Regions from separate parts of the Mus musculus genome. Here all the other regions are linked to region 1. Evidence: chromatin contacts called from public Hi-C and HiChIP or PLAC-seq data. All regions are on one chromosome and are shown on one strand. Each heading gives the region's core, a stretch centred on a gene start, on an enhancer-like site or on the middle of the called end of the contact. The rest is flanking DNA. Distances are from core to core; before and after follow the strand shown.

Region 1 (2,929 bases), core at 298-2,797:
TATTACCATCCTTACCAGCAGATGAGAAGACTGGGTGTGACAGTGAGTTCCGTATAACAGCTAGCTTCCCCTTACCACCGACACCCACTGCTAAACCTTACAGAAATGCGGGACTCGTTCAACACACGTGTGAAGCAGACTTGTTAAGTACCTTGCATAAGGTCACCAACTTGGAGGGAGAAGATTCAAAGCCTGACTGTATTTCTAAGCTCTGAGTCTTGAGCCACACCAAAGTCTCCTTAAGCAGGTTACCTTGGTATTTCAAGAACCTTGGTATCAGATCGATCTTTAAATTCTCCATTTATAGGTAGTGATAATAATAACTGGTTACACTCTTATTACCTTACAATACCAAGGAATACTTTGTTTTGTGTATTTTTCTATTTTTATTTTGAGACATGGTCTCACTCGGATGTTCAGGCTAGACTTAAAACTGTTTCAGTCTCTCCGGTAATGAAATCACACCATGAGAATCCATATTTGTTTCTCCGAGTATTTTTCTGCTTTGATGGGAGAAGATGGAGATGCATAGCCACACTGAGGACTTCAGTATCTGCCCCAGAACCCAGGCTACATAAAAGGGAGGAGACCAAACAAAACCTTTTGTGACTTGATGATAAAGTCGATGAACATTAATATCACCTCTGTCCTGTAGACAAGTTTTACAATTTGTTTTTATGTGTATAGGTGTTTTGCCTGCACACCATGTGTGTGCAGTGCCCGCAATAGCTAGAAGGGGGTGTCAGATTATTCTGGGGTTGGAATTACACAAGATTGTTAACAGTCGTGTGGGTGCTGGGAATCGAAACTAGGCCCTCTGGAAGGTCAACCAGGGCTTTTATCCACTTAGCCATCTCTCCAGCTCCAGACAGGTTGACTTTTAACTTCTTGGAAAGGGTATCCCTTCAGAAATGTATCCTGTGTTCTACTATTCACACGTTTCGACCAAAAAAAAAAAAAATTACTAAAGATTACCTGAAAAATTTACACCTAGGTCTTAGTAAATCTATCACAGCTGGTGGTATAGTATTGGCTGGTAACAAATCTCCACATATTTTAAATGCCTTTAAATCAAGAAGCATCTTTACGCACTTCTATTTATCTGGGTCTTATCCCTAAGAAGACTAAAATGCAATCGTAGTAAGGAATGAAGGACGAGAACCTTGGGATCAATGTAACCTCTTGCCCTCTCCGTTGACCCCTAACTGAGACTGGGGTGCGGGATCAGGGAGCAGAGAGGACAGCGGAACTATGGGTCCCTGCATCTCCAGAGTCCCAGAGAGCAGAGTGGAGCCGAGCTGCTAAAGCCCGGGCTTCCCTCCCGGGCTACGCACTGACCACGCATCACGCGCCTTCTTGGTTTCCGGGCAGGCACAGCAGGGCTTCAGTGGCTTCTTCTCCTGAGCCTCGGGCGGGGCAGGGCTAGCGGCCGCCAGTCCCGGCATCTTTCCAGGCGAAAGCAACTATGAGCGCACACGCGCAAAGCTCCCAAACTCCGACTACCCTGAGCCGTCTGTCTCCACTTCCGCAGTCAATCGAAGGGGGACAGGAAGTCCCGCCTCTCCGGACGGAAGTAAGTCTAAGAAGCGCGTGCGCAAAAGAAGTGGTACAAGGCCTCGCTCCAAGGGCGTGGCGTCAGCGCTGGCGCAAAGGTTAAAAGGTCACCCAGAATGGTTTTTGTTTTTGTTTTGTTTTTGAGATTGTAATTTAATTACATCATTTTCCCTTTCCCTTTCCTTTCTACAAATCCTTACATATACATACCCATTCCCCACTATCCTTCAAATTCATGGCCTTTTCCTCCCTAATTGTTATTGCATGCTTATATGTATACATGCATACATATATTCCTATATGACCCATTCAGTCCAGTATAATGCTAACTGTATTCGTATTTTCAGGGCTGACCTTTTGGTACTGGACAAGCAGTAGCAGATCCGGGTTCCACCCTGGGATATTTTATGGTCTTTCTTCCTTCCTGCTTTGTAGACATTCTGCAGATACAGATACAAAGGCCCCCTACCTCCTATTTCTCTCCGGCATATATGCTAAATTTTCAGATAATATATCATGACACAGTAGTCATGAAAGAAGATAAGATTTTTTTCTACTTTCAACAACTGTGATGGGCTGTCTCTGTCTCTCTGTCTCTGTTTCTCTCTCTCTCTCTCTCTCTCTCTCTCTCTCTCTCTCTCTGTGTGTGTGTGTGTGTGTGTGTGTGTGTGTGTGTGTGTGTTTTGGATAAGTAAATGACATGGTAACTGATACTGAAAGTGTAACCCCCTCAGTAGAGCTCCATTGCTTCAAATCAACCATTCTAATTGTATTCAAGTTCACTAAGATGTACAGCATTGAGTGGCTTCCTTAAACTAGCTGTAGGTCAGGAAAAAAGTGGTTTGTAGTTATTTATTGTATGTATCTGAGTACACTGTAGCTGTCTTCAGACACACCAGAAGAGGGCATCAGATCTCATCACAGATAGTCATGAGCCACCATGTAATTGCTGGGAATTGAACTCAGAATCTCCAGAAGAGCAGCCAATACTCTTAACCAGTGAGCCATTTCTTCACACACACCCAAAAAAGTGGTTTTAATTTTAATATAAATATTTATAGACAAAGTCTCTAGCCTAAGCTGGCCTTGAATGATCTGTGGATGACCCTGAACTGATTATTAAATGTTGGAATTACAAGTGTGTGCCATCCTTTCCTGGTATATAAGGACTTCCTGCATGTTAGGCAAATAGTCTACAAACTGGGTTACATACCCTCAGCTCCTAAACTGGTTTTATTAATTGTGCAATCAGATATTTGTCATTATACCAATTAACAGAATTAAAAATGCCTTTTCCTGGCATTTCTTAAATTCAACTAGGATCAATATAATCTTCAGCATCACAGCTTCCCTGTATAGAGTTGAGCGTGAGAGG
Region 2 (2,929 bases), core at 320-2,819, 450 kb before region 1:
CCCTGGAATCTTTTATGTCTCTCTCCACGCAGCCCTAAGAGAGTATAACGTGCCTGGCACATGGATGGAAACCAGTCTTTGCTTCCTTACCCTTTCCTTGCTCACAGATTGCCAAGGAAGCTCCTTTTGATGACCTATGTTTGGAAAGTCGTAAGCTAGGTGCTGCAAGAATGCGTGTGGACTGCAAACATTATAGCAGTCGCCCAAACCTTACCACCCAAATGGCTTCCTCTTAACATTTGCTGAAAGTTCTTCCTAAAGCTGAAATTCATATCTATTTTTAGAAAAAAAAAATAAAGTTGTATCGACTCAGACAGAATACTTGGTAAGCAGAGCTGTTTTGTTACGTTGTAATTTGCTGCTTTTCGTCTTTAGCTTCTAGAATTGGTCCTGAGGCAACGTGAACTTTCACAAACATTTGTTGAGTAAATGGCCAAACTTATTTTCCTGGAACTGTTTTTATGTGGCTTCGTTTCTAACCATTGTGTAGAATTTTATTGGATGAATTGCCCTGGTCATCCAAGCGGACTCTGGAACACTGAGGGGGAAGAAGGCATGGAGAGGGACATAGGCATCTCACACTGTCCCCTTTCAAACATTGACTGAGTCCCATCGTCAGTCTTGCTCAGGAACTGGACAGCTATGGACATCTGTTCCTCACGGTACCCTCACCTAAAGACATAGGTCACAGAGGCAGCCAGTGCAGAGCTCAGACAGGCCATTCTCTTCAAAGCTGTCAGTGCGTAGCCGAGGCTGTCCCACCTACATCCTGCTCGTGTTTCTATGGTCACGGATCTCAGGGTACTTGCTAATGAGCGCACTGCATGCTAACTCTGTCTCCTGAGTAAGAAGAGCCTTTGGGGAGATAGCACTAATCTATGAGGAGTTCCCAATCTATTGATTAAAGTGCTCAGACCTTTCTAATATTGCTGCCTTTACTACCCCTCAACACCAGACTAAACTAACCATGTGTTGCTATTTTCCCATTAAAAGCAATATTCTTCACGCTGTGTTTACGTGGCTCAGTGGTCCTGAAGGAAGGGACAGAGACAGGAAGGACCTAGTTAGACATAAAAGCATTACTTGATCCTGTCTCTTCATTTGCATTTCTCCATCTGTGTTTCCAACTTTCTTCTCCTTTAGTAGTTGCTGAGATACTCACCTAATGAATATTAGTGACCCCTCGAATATAGCCTGTGGTGTGGTTACAGAAACTCGCCCTGGCCCTGACCCTGCGCAAGTAGAGGAGGGAGCATGAGCTGGTTTCTTTAATAAGCAAAGTCTTAGTGATCCGATCAAGCTAAGGAACAACAGCTAAACACACACACACACACACACACACACACACACACACACACACACACACACACACACACACACACTCAGAGATGTACATTCCAAAGCAGCAGAGATCTGCCCACAGTGCTTCCTGCTCAGCCAGGCAGGTTCAGGCAGCATCAGGCGCGGCCCATGTGAGATGCCTCCTCCCACTCACAGACCACCCTTCCCCGGACCGGAGCGTCAGAGGATACAGTGGGGTAGAAAAGCATCTCAGGCTGGTGCCTGCTGCAGAGTGAGTCTGTGCAGCACCGGAGAAGAAGGCAGAGGAGACCAGGCAGCCGGTGTGAGTACAGAGACTTCTCAGAGCAGCCCACTGGCTCTCTATTCTCCTGCGAGTACGGACAAACAGGGGCTATACACTGTAACTAACATTAGAATCTGTCTCTTTTGTAATTTTGAGATCTTATAACTCTTCTGGAAAATGTTCTTTGGCTAATTATCTGTCCCTTTGCCTGACAACGGTTCCTGTTTTTGTCAGAAATCATTTGATCTGACAAGCCTTCCTTTAAAAGGATCTGTGGGTCAGTTTCTTCACAGGTCTTTTCTGCAAACAGGTCTGTGTAATCAGTATGTGGGCTAGAGTAAGTTAACAAATTAGTTTTATCTAATCAAGGCTACTTTTACAAGACCGATCTTTACTGTTCACTAATGAGTTGATCCATCAGGAGCTGCAGGTTATAAATATGTTTATTCTTATCTTTTTACACAAATTGTTTCGAGTAACACCAGTATTATTGGATATTTGTACTTTTATAATTATGGTTACAAGCCTAAATTTTCATTTCTCAGTAGCTTTAGGCATTTTTAAGGACATTGATGGTTTTTTTAAATTAATTTTAAGGTCTTTATAAAAGTCAAGGCGATGCTTATAGACCATTTCTTGCTGAGCAAAACTGATAAACACAGCAGGAAAAAAGGCAATACACTTCGTGCCTGTGCGTTATTTTCTTTATATAGCTAATACAGATGCTGTGATTTTTCTAGTTCCATGAGGAAGTAGCTCTTCTCTTGATAAATCTTCCCAATGAGTGTAAAACTGCTCTTGTGTTTTGCTGGTTTGCTTTCTCTTATACTAGGCTTAAAAAAAAAAAACTTTCCTGTATTTTCTTTTAACTACCCAAAGGGACTTGTATAAACATTTAGATTGCAAGGGAAGTTAGGCAAGAGGAGTAAACAAAACTTCAAATTTTCTTTTTCTCACTCTTGCGTACATTCCGAACCAGTGTGGATCCGTCCAGCATCTGCTGGACCCTCCTCTGCAATCTGGGCTTGATGGCTCTGCAGGCTGCCCACAGCCTGATGAGCCACTGATGCCTATCTAGGACAGAGCCCACATGGAAGGGGAAGGCCCCTGTTTGTCCTTCTCTTCCATTCCCTCTCCCCTACTCCCTCCCTTCTGTTTTCTTAATCCAAATTTCTCTAGTGTGGGTGAGTTTGAGGTGTGGTTTGTATATTCTTTCATGCAAGAAATCTGAGCAAGGAAAAGAGGTACTGAACTCAAAAATGCAATCGCATGACTGGTAGGTGAGCCTCACCTCTCTTCTGCTTTGAACACTGGTTTGATTAATGAGCAATTGTTTGTCAACTT
Region 3 (2,929 bases), core at 129-2,628, 410 kb before region 1:
AGACCGTGGAGTAGGAGACACCTGGACGACTATAGAATGAGCAAGAAGAGTTGAACATCCGCTGAACCACTGTTAAGACTAATAAGGAGAAGAGGAAGCCAAAGGCCTAGGACAATAGGGTGGGAGGAATGTCAGAGAGTAGCTCCCAGGATAAAAGGACTCTTATCCCACTGACCTGTCAGCAAGCTGGGCTAAGGCTAACCCTTAATACAACTCTGGCATCCTCCCAAACTGCAGCTGGAGGGAGCTACTAAACAGAACCATGTGACCACAGAGACGATTTCAAACTTTTCACGGACTTCAGCCAACTAAATACCGATGTTTTCCAGACAAAAAGAAAACCCAAAAGAATGACACTCAATACACTGTAGACATTTCCAACCTAACACCTGGTATCCCCAAAGCTCCTCTGAGGTTGAGTGGTTTCTATGCTCCTCATACAAACTAGTCCCTATGTATCCCATAACAGTTAGAGATATAGTTATATTTATCAACTTTTACCATGAAAATACCTGCGGGAAACAATCTTAAAAGAGGGCAATTTTATTTTTGCTCATAGTTTCCTTCAGTCCATGGCCAGCTCGCTCCATTGCTGATGGGCCTGTGGCCAGTGAGAATATCACAGTGGAAAAGATATGGTTGGTAGGGACGGCTACTCACTTCATGACAGTTAAGACACAAAGATGAGGACGAGGAACAGGACAATATATAGTCCCTGGGGACACACTTCTAGTGACCCGCTTCCTCCAAGTCTAAAAATACCCACAACCCCAAATCTAAAAATACCCACCACTTCCCATTAATGTCATAGGATTATAAATCCATCATTAATCACTGATTTGGTCATTGCCATCATAATCTGACTGTCTCTGGAGATGCCTTCCCAGGCACCTCTGAGCTATATCCAACTGATCTTATTGCCCCCTCTCAGTCTAGTCAAGTTGAAAACCAAGACTGACCATCACGATCACATTCATGAACTTAACAATGAAGGGACTCTTAACTATCATAAAACAAAACAAAACAAAACAAAACAAAACCAAAAACAGCTACATCAGGGCCATGTGGATAGAAATAGTGGCCCCACATAACCTCCTAGGCAGCAAAGAGAAGTTTTTATGAGAGACCTGGCATGCATGCTCTAGAAGGGACTGCTAGTACTTACGATGCTCCAAGTAGCTAGCTGAGAGCACAGGATTACCGGGGGCCTTCCCTCCTAGAGCTCTGAACTGAACAACCCCAGGTTCTTAGGAACCACAGCCACAGCAAGAGGAGCAGGGTCTGGAAGGACCCAGATGTACAGATGAGGGAGGATACGGTGTGAGACCCTGGTGAGGAAGTGCGTAGGCTAAGGAGCACTGAGCCCAGCTTTGCTGTGGGGAGGAGCAGCAGATGCCTCCAGGGAAACCACAGAACTGCTCTTACCGTTGTTATCCAGCAAACGCCTCTGTGTGTACTGACTTTTGCTTTTGATCCTTTTTCTGGAAGAGGGTACATTTTAAGAGGCCCTCAAGTGAGTTTACAACTATATTTTAAAGGGCTGTAAGGTCCCCAGAATGAGGAAGATGGAGTCATACAGTTACAATGGAGTCCTTGGAGAAAGGAGGCGGGCACGGAGGAGTTATTAGCAACAAAATTCACCATGAATCTGAAACACTTGGGCAAGGTACTTTAACTTCCTGCCACTGAATGTGTGGCAGGTGAAAACATTTCCATTTGGTTTGGTTTGGTTCTGTTTCACAGTCCAGGCTGTTTATTCCTTTTCGTACCTTAAGCTACAAATTCATACAGGATTAGCTCCAGCAGCTCAGACTCCTACGAAGTGTCCAGCTCTGGGTGGCGCAGGCTGGTACTTTAGCTGATCCCAGGTGCCCTTCTCTTTGGCTTCCTTGACTTCTGATCCTTTTCCTTCACCCCTTCCAGGAAGCTGTCTTTGGTCTCAGAGTACTTGATATGCTCAAGTCACACATGAGTTCTCTTGGCAAGAACCTTGCCCTTAACTTGCTAGCTTACAATGATTCCCACAGCACGCTGGGTGGTGATGTAGACTCTTCCAGTTTTGCCACAGTCACACTTAAGGGACATTTCCTTATGAACAGTGCCCAGTCCCTTGATGTCAACAATACCAACCTCCTTATAGATTCGCATGCATGAGGCAAAAGGAACAAGTCCATATTTCCTACAAGGCCTAGAGAACAGAGACCCAGTGTCCCTCCTCTTCCTCTTTGTGATTGTAGGCGAAAACATTTCTTATACCTACACCCATGGGGCTGTTGGGACAATGAAGAAGCCAGAGCTCAGTGATGTTATAACACAGTGATACAGAGCTGCCATCAGAAGTCACGGAGACCCTGAAACTGAAATTGCCTGCCACCTGCAGCAGAATTTTGCCCAGGATAGCAATGGTAAGGAGGTGCCACAAAAGGGGCGGGGGGGGGGGGGGACTGGCAGGTGGGCATGTGCATGATCCATACAATAAAACTGGACCAAAGTAAGATCTAAGTCTGAAGGGATGGGTAAGAAGTACAAAGCAAATATAACTCAGTGGTGGAGAACCTGCATACTGCAAAGGCCTCATGTTTTTCTCTCGTCAGCGTGTGTGCACGCATGCACACACATACACACTCTGGGCCACCGTTTTTCTCCGAGCTTACATTTAAATCACAAGGTAAGCGTATTCGATTCTGCAAGGAAGACAAAGGCTTGCTGATGGTGTCTGGGAAGAGCAGCAGTGTCTGGCCAGATGTAAGGGAAAGTTAAACAGCAAGCTAGGTACAGGCCATCTCTTAAAGTGCACAGTCTCTGATGGAGGCCATGATGGTCACACCAGAGTGTAAGGTCAAAATCAGGTCCCAGTGGACAATTATCTCTTCATGCTGATGGCCAGGTTAACACCATGATACAATGTAGACTCTCTCAGTCCACAGCC
Region 4 (2,929 bases), core at 237-2,736, 370 kb after region 1:
TGTTCTTTTCTCTCCAACTTGAGGTAGGGACTCACTGTGTATCCCTGACTATTCTTGAACTTGCTATGCGTTCCAGGCTGGAATTGAACTCACAGAGATTCACATACCTCTGCTTGACCAGAGCTGGAATTAAAGGTGTGTACCACCACATCTGATCTTTTTAATTTTAAACCACAGTCCATTAAAACTTTAACTCCTTGTCTTCTCCTGAAAGCTGTTTCTCCACCCTCCATCTCCGTTTGCTTGGACCCAAAACCTTGGCGTCATTGTTGACTCTTCCTTCCTTCCCACATCCAATCTGTTGTGAAACCTCATTGGTTCTATTCTTGAAATACAACCAGAACTCAGCTGCTTCTTCTCTACCTCTGCTGCCACCAACTGATCAAAGTCTTCCTTGCAATAGCCTCTCAGCTGCTCTCCCAGCATCTGTCCTGGAACTTCCTTCTCTAAGGCGACTATAAGCCCCTGCCGGTGATCACCAAAGTGCTAGAGATCAGAGGGTGTCATGAACTGGCTTAATGTCCATGCGTTAGACAAGGAGGTCTGCTGGGTAACAGAAGTGGCTTCTGGGTGTCTTTCTGGACTTCTCTGGAATGGCTGAGGCTTCCCTGATGTTACTGCACACAGAAAGACCAGTTATTTTGGGGTCTCTATGTGCAATGCGTTTCTGCAGGCTATGGGTGTTGACCAAGCTGAGTCCTCACTGAGGAGTCTCGTGTGGGTGAGGCTCTCCTGGGCTTTCCTCTCAGCATAGCGATGAAGGAAGCCTGAAAATAAACGAGAGATCCTAACAGGGTATTTGTGAAGCTCTGTGCGCTCTCAGCCTCTGTTTCTAGGAAACCGAAGGGTCTGTGGGAGTATTCATTCACATATGCATGTGCACACGTATGTTCACTTGTCTCCAATGAGATCAGGCTACTCCAAAAGCTCTTTTCCATTGGCGGAATCCTTCCAGGGGAATTCTCCTAGGAAATGCTTTTGTCTAACACACCTCCCAGGTCATGAGGCTCAGCTCTGTGAGGTAGACCTCATCTTTGACCACACAGCTTCCTAACTTTCAGTGGCTGTTAGTGACAGAAGTGAACAGCACACATCACTCTCCCTGGCTTCAGAAAACCTGCTCATCCTGGACCGTCCAGCTGTTTGCAGCTGGACAGGGGAAGTAATAACTTCTTTTATATCCTTAAAGCCTCGAGTGCTGGGTGGGCCTGGCCTCTCTCAGCTCAACTGCTTTTCTGTAGTCCTCAGTGCTTGCACAGATTTATTTTAATCTGGAGAGGGGAAAATTTCCACCCACCAGCCTGTCATTTTGGACCTACAGTCACTGAAGCTATAAAGGACCCGGAAGGACAGGGCTACAGAATAAACCAAACGATTAGCAGTAGTCAAATCCGATGAGACCCAAGACGCCTTCCAGCTCCTTCCTTTTCAAATCATTTGAGCCACTGCGTCTTTCCCCTGCTGCAGGCTTATCAGCAAGCCAGTCACGTGCATTTCTGCCTCACTTCCTTAGCCAGTAAGAACAGACTGACCTGGATTCCAGAGATGTGGTGGATTTTATAGCCCAATCAACCGATCATCCAAATATAAGCTTTAGTTATTAAGCACAAAAGAAAACTTGCCAAACGTCCTGGCCCCAGATTCTCCTTTAGCCGATGGTCTCAGTGTCCTGTGCTTTCCTGGCAGCTCCTCTCATTCATGGCCATTTTTGTGTCAAACATTAATTCCTGAATAGGAACCTATCAAAGCATTAAGAAGTGGGAATGGCAAAGCAGATGGGACAGAACCTCTGCCCTCAGCTCGTGAGGCTACCTCTTCCCCGGGTTTCAACATTTTCACTACAAAGATTCCTTTCTTATTCCTCTTGTAAAATAGAATAAAAATGTAATTCAACACTAACAGTTCTTTTCTCTCTATCCAGGGCAATTTAACACACACACACACACACACACACACACAGTCTCACACACACACACAGTCACACACACACACACACACACACACACACACACACACGAATGGACTCACATACACGTGTATGCAGGCACACTTGTACACCGTGCACGCGCACACAGACACAGACAGACAGACAGACACACACACACATGCACACAGGCATACTTACACACCATGCACGCACGCACACACACACACACACACACACGAGAATATATAGATTTAAATTTTTAAAAATTACATTTCTTTGTGTGTGCGTTGGCATCTGTGTACCATGTCACACATGGAGGGTTCAGAGAACAACTCACAGGAGCTGACTCTGCCCTCCTGTCACGTGAGATCTCAGAGCATCCAGCTTAGTGACAAGTGTCGTTACCTGCTGAGCTATCTCCATGGCCCATATTTCATATTTCAGAATTCATAGCTCTCCTGGGCTACAAACATAAGAGAATACCAATTCAAAACTGCATCCTTGTAAGCATTTTAAAAGCTGAAATACGGAAATTTAGACTTCCATTTCAGAGCAAACGCCTGTTACCTCATTGTGTGGGCTCAGGTGTAGGACAGTAGTGAAAGGGACAGGGAAGACCCCTAGTGAGCAGAAAGGGGAAGCAGAAAGAGCTCTTATTGAGGAAGCCTGCTTCATCTAGGAGTATTATGGTTGCATTTGATAGTGATTTTGAAACCAAACAAAACAACAACAACAAAAAAACCCCAAATTCCCAAATGTGTATTTCCACATCTCACACAATTGAAAAATATTTCAAATGTGCTTTTAAACAGCAAGAGGGGGCAATAGATACATAGGGGGAAAAATTCCCCTTTTCCTCAACTCTTCTACCCGAGGGCTCCAGTTCCAGACAAGTAGCAAATTGTTCACATAGAGATTTCCACTTCCGTTCTCCCTCCCACTGCAACTGTAGGAAAGGCCAGGGGTGACTTCTAGCAAGACTCTTGTAGCACTTCCAAAAAA
Region 5 (2,929 bases), core at 117-2,616, 370 kb before region 1:
GGCCGGTCGTGAGAACGCGACGAATAACAGACAGGCAGAGGTGCCTCCAAACTAGAAGGCTTGTCTTGAAAGCCAGCCGCCGTGTCTTAACGTATGGCACTCCTTGTTTTACGAGAACGCACTTGTGGTATAAGCAGAGCTTCCTTCCCACAGGAGACGACAGAAATCCAGCTTTCTTACGGAGAAACATCTTAATTCTTTAGTGTTGGCTAAATTTTTTTTTAAACAATATGTTCCAAACAAAACACATCTGTAGGCCAAATTTGGTAGGCTGGCTATCAGGTTATGTCTGGACATAGAGAGAAGGTCAGAGTTCAAAGTTCATAAACTGCCATGATGGCTTTTAAGAGGAATCAGTAACTAAAATGCAACACATAATACTTTTGCCAGCTATATGAATGTACCTACCCTTCAAGCCTATATATGGATTTGAATGGATGCAGGAAGTTTAATCTAATCTTTGAGTTGTCAAGGCACAAGACTTTAAGTGTTCACTGTGTGCTGAGTACACACGAGTCAAGGAATTCCAACTAAAGCAGGAAAAACATGCCGGGGTGAAAACATACGCCTCAAGTTTTAAAACAACCTGGGAGACTGGCAAAATGTCAGCGCCCCTTAAATCTTGGTTTCTTTACTCAAATCTCTTGCAGTTAGTAAGATCGGGATGTGTGTGTGCGTGTGTGTGTGTGTGTGTGTGTGTGTGTGTGTGTGTGTGTGCCTGAACTTGAGTTTGTAACTAGAAATATAACTTCTTCCTGGGCAGTGGTTACAAAGCTGCACCTCTCTCTCGCCCGAGGGTATCCTAACCTCAGCGTGGGAGAGGAGACGTCTGGGCTTCAGGGACCGCAGACCCAGGCAAAGAGAGATGGGAGTGGCCAACGTAAAGGCTTTGCCGGTCAGGTTTCTGGAATCCCAGTCTTTGTTACTGTCACTACACTTAAGTGTCGACGGAGGAGAAAGGCAGGCACTGAAATAGAAAGTGTCAGGACTGGGATGACAAGGAGAGCAATTCCATGAGCACCCATCCCGAGCCCTCCCTGCAGAGTCCGGCGCCGCCTCCTGCGCTGTGCAAAGAGCCTGACTGGCGGCAGGAAGCGGGCGGGCGGCCGCGGCTCCTCGCGAGGCCGATTTCCTCCGGGACGGCCCTGGGCGATACTCTGGACTAGCAGAGCCACTTCGGGAGAGCGCGATCTCTCCCCCAGCCCGCGCAGCTCAACCCACCCACTTACTTCCTTCGACTGCACTCACAAACACACACACACACACACACACACACACACAGCTGCCAAAAATTTCCAACCTCCGCCCCCCTCCGGAGCTGACTTCCTTCCAGCGCTTCCTGAGCTGGACGATCCTGGGATTTGTAAGACAGGAAAAAAGGGACGGCGCAAGGGCGGGCAAGGGGACGTGATGCTGGCTGTTCGCGGTCCTCCAGCGCTCTGAAGGCAGAGCGCGGGCCTAGGGCGGAGCACACTCAGCCCCGGGGCGGTCCCCTAACCGCCGCGCCCCGGCCCCGGCTCCTCGCAAGGCTCAGCCGAGAAGCGCGGGGAGACGCCGCCGGAGCCCGAGTAGGGAGGTGACACCCGCCCGGGGCGGTGCACGGCCCAATCTGCGCGCCCATGCGGACCCGCGGCGCCGCTCTGCCCTGGTGACCCGACCCCGAAACCCTCATCAGCGGTGCGGAGCAGAGAGCGCAGACGGAGGGGCAGCCTCTGTGGGGCTAACTCATGAAGAACAAGGGTGCCAAGCAGAAGCTGAAACGAAAGGGAGCCGCCAGTGCGTTTGGATGTGACCTGACGGAGTATCTGGAAAGTTCGGGACAGGATGGTAATGTACCCCCCCCCCTTTTTTTTTTTTGTTTAAGAGCGATGGATTTCTCTTGGGGTGTGCTGGATGCAGTTCACAAGTTAATGTGTTCCAGGCTCGTGCGCTCACTGTACTTTAATAGGAAAAAAAAAAAAAAAAAAAAAAGACAGTTCTTAACCACATCGCCTCCACCCCACAGTGCAGGAGCTGGGTCTGTCCATCCGACGTGTCACAGGAGCGGTGGATGAGCAGTGGTGTAGCTGTGGCGTTTACTGGCCATTTCTGAGGCTGAAGCCCCGGGAGGGAGGCTCGGGTCTTAAACTTTGGGTATTGAAAGGGAAAGATGAGGGGGTGACTGACGTGTGGTGAATCTCTCTGGATGTATCATTGTGATCATCTTAAATGTGCCTCCTGTACTGGAAGGTTTCACCGGCTCACATCCTTTTTTATTAATGTGGTAGGAGGCAGTGTGCTGGGGGTGGGGCGGGGAATCCTGGCTGGGGGAGTGCTTGCACAAACATTTTCTGTATTTCTGAGTTGATGCCAAATATACAGTACCTCCCCCGACCCCCCCCCCACCTCACCACCACCACCCTTTACCTCCTCCTGCCTTTTCAGAGGGGCCTTTGGTGTGTCCTGCGAGCAGTGTGTCGTAAGAAGGTCAGAGGGCCTCAGCTTTAAAAGAGTTTAGGATATAGAAGAGCGTCTCTGGTTTTTTTTTTTTTAAGTCAGCTTGGAAAAAGAAAAAGAGGAGCCAGTGGAAACAGTTTAAACATTTGGTGGGTGGGGAAAAATGAAAACAAACTATACTGGGATAACACCGTCTTGGAGGGTAAAAGTTTTTAATATAGCAAAGGTGGGGGAATGGGGCATGAAATGACTCCTTTTGTAAAGTTGACTGGTTCTGGACTTTAAAAAAAAAGGCTTCTTTGGAAACTTCAGAGAAAGAGAAAAGAGCCCACTACACATATCTCATATCTATCATTATACATAGATAAATACAACAAAAGAACACTTAGGGCCATGTAACTGCTCAGAATAATTCTGCCTCAGGAAAACTCTCCCTGAAACAACTGGGTTTGTCCATATCAAGTGTGCATCCCAGAAACAGTGCAGGGCCTTT

What was found. Hi-C and Micro-C count contacts between places; a contact is called where the count stands out from the background. HiChIP or PLAC-seq counts read pairs in DNA pulled down with a chosen protein or histone mark.
Region 2: an H3K27ac HiChIP or PLAC-seq map of microglia shows a contact between it and region 1, with 5 times the contacts expected there. The contact joins the promoter of Upk1b here to the promoter of Cox17 in region 1. A contact is called at or near these places in 1 of 39 promoter capture datasets (HPC-7-derived erythroid cells), 2 of 484 Hi-C or Micro-C datasets (the N1E-115 cell line and embryonic stem cells), 3 of 115 datasets of contacts at active chromatin or transcription factors (bone marrow-derived macrophages, microglia and stem cell-derived neural progenitor cells) and 2 of 9 other capture datasets (adipose tissue and liver).
Region 3: a contact with region 1 is called in an H3K4me3 HiChIP or PLAC-seq map of the 230-238 cell line, with 12 read pairs. The contact joins the enhancer-like site here to the promoter of Cox17 in region 1. A contact is called at or near these places in 12 of 39 promoter capture datasets (the 3T3-L1 cell line, the C10 cell line, the HPC-7 cell line and 6 more), 3 of 115 datasets of contacts at active chromatin or transcription factors (the 230-238 cell line, bone marrow-derived macrophages and memory CD8 T cells) and 2 of 9 other capture datasets (adipose tissue and liver).
Region 4: a Hi-C map of cortical neurons shows a contact between it and region 1, with 2.6 times the contacts expected there. The contact joins the enhancer-like site here to the promoter of Cox17 in region 1. A contact is called at or near these places in 13 of 39 promoter capture datasets (the 3T3-L1 cell line, 3T3-L1-derived adipocytes, the C10 cell line and 5 more), 1 of 15 datasets of contacts at CTCF or cohesin (pro-B cells), 8 of 484 Hi-C or Micro-C datasets (the N1E-115 cell line, Th1 cells, cerebral cortex and 4 more), 1 of 115 datasets of contacts at active chromatin or transcription factors (extraembryonic endoderm stem cells) and 1 of 9 other capture datasets (adipose tissue).
Region 5: an H3K27ac HiChIP or PLAC-seq map of bone marrow-derived dendritic cells shows a contact between it and region 1, with 5 times the contacts expected there. The contact joins the promoter of Arhgap31 here to the promoter of Cox17 in region 1. A contact is called at or near these places in 20 of 39 promoter capture datasets (the 3T3-L1 cell line, the C10 cell line, the HPC-7 cell line and 14 more), 23 of 484 Hi-C or Micro-C datasets (B cells, CD4 T cells, CD8 T cells and 18 more), 5 of 115 datasets of contacts at active chromatin or transcription factors (the 230-238 cell line, bone marrow-derived dendritic cells, extraembryonic endoderm stem cells and 2 more) and 3 of 9 other capture datasets (adipose tissue, liver and macrophages).

The regions. Positions count from the first base shown.
Region 1 is chr16:38,345,617-38,348,545 of GRCm38.p6, reverse strand. Cox17 (cytochrome c oxidase assembly protein 17, copper chaperone) reads right to left here and starts at 1,547. Exons shown (of 3, transcript NM_001017429.2): 1 at 1,339-1,547. The coding sequence starts at 1,445.
Region 2 is chr16:38,798,843-38,801,771 of GRCm38.p6, reverse strand. It overlaps Upk1b (uroplakin 1B), which reads left to right and starts at 1,569. Exons shown (of 8, transcript NM_178924.4): 1 at 1,569-1,624.
Region 3 is chr16:38,759,455-38,762,383 of GRCm38.p6, reverse strand. The region is part of intron 4 of B4galt4 (UDP-Gal:betaGlcNAc beta 1,4-galactosyltransferase, polypeptide 4); the gene reads right to left. Among named protein-coding and RNA genes, the nearest start is that of B4galt4, 19 kb to the right of the region's middle. Within about 2 kb of position 1,378, at least 58 of the 459 cell types and tissues checked have an H3K27ac peak or open chromatin away from gene starts, as enhancers often do. A contact at or near this core is called in the 230-238 cell line, bone marrow-derived macrophages and pre-B cells, where this site is marked.
Region 4 is chr16:37,972,583-37,975,511 of GRCm38.p6, reverse strand. All of the region lies in intron 3 of Gpr156 (G protein-coupled receptor 156), which reads right to left. Among named protein-coding and RNA genes, the nearest start is that of Gm36225, 14 kb to the left of the region's middle. Within about 2 kb of position 1,486, at least 55 of the 459 cell types and tissues checked have an H3K27ac peak or open chromatin away from gene starts, as enhancers often do. A contact at or near this core is called in cerebral cortex and cortical neurons, where this site is marked.
Region 5 is chr16:38,711,472-38,714,400 of GRCm38.p6, reverse strand. It overlaps Arhgap31 (Rho GTPase activating protein 31), which reads left to right and starts at 1,366. Exons shown (of 12, transcript NM_020260.2): 1 at 1,366-1,827. The coding sequence starts at 1,728.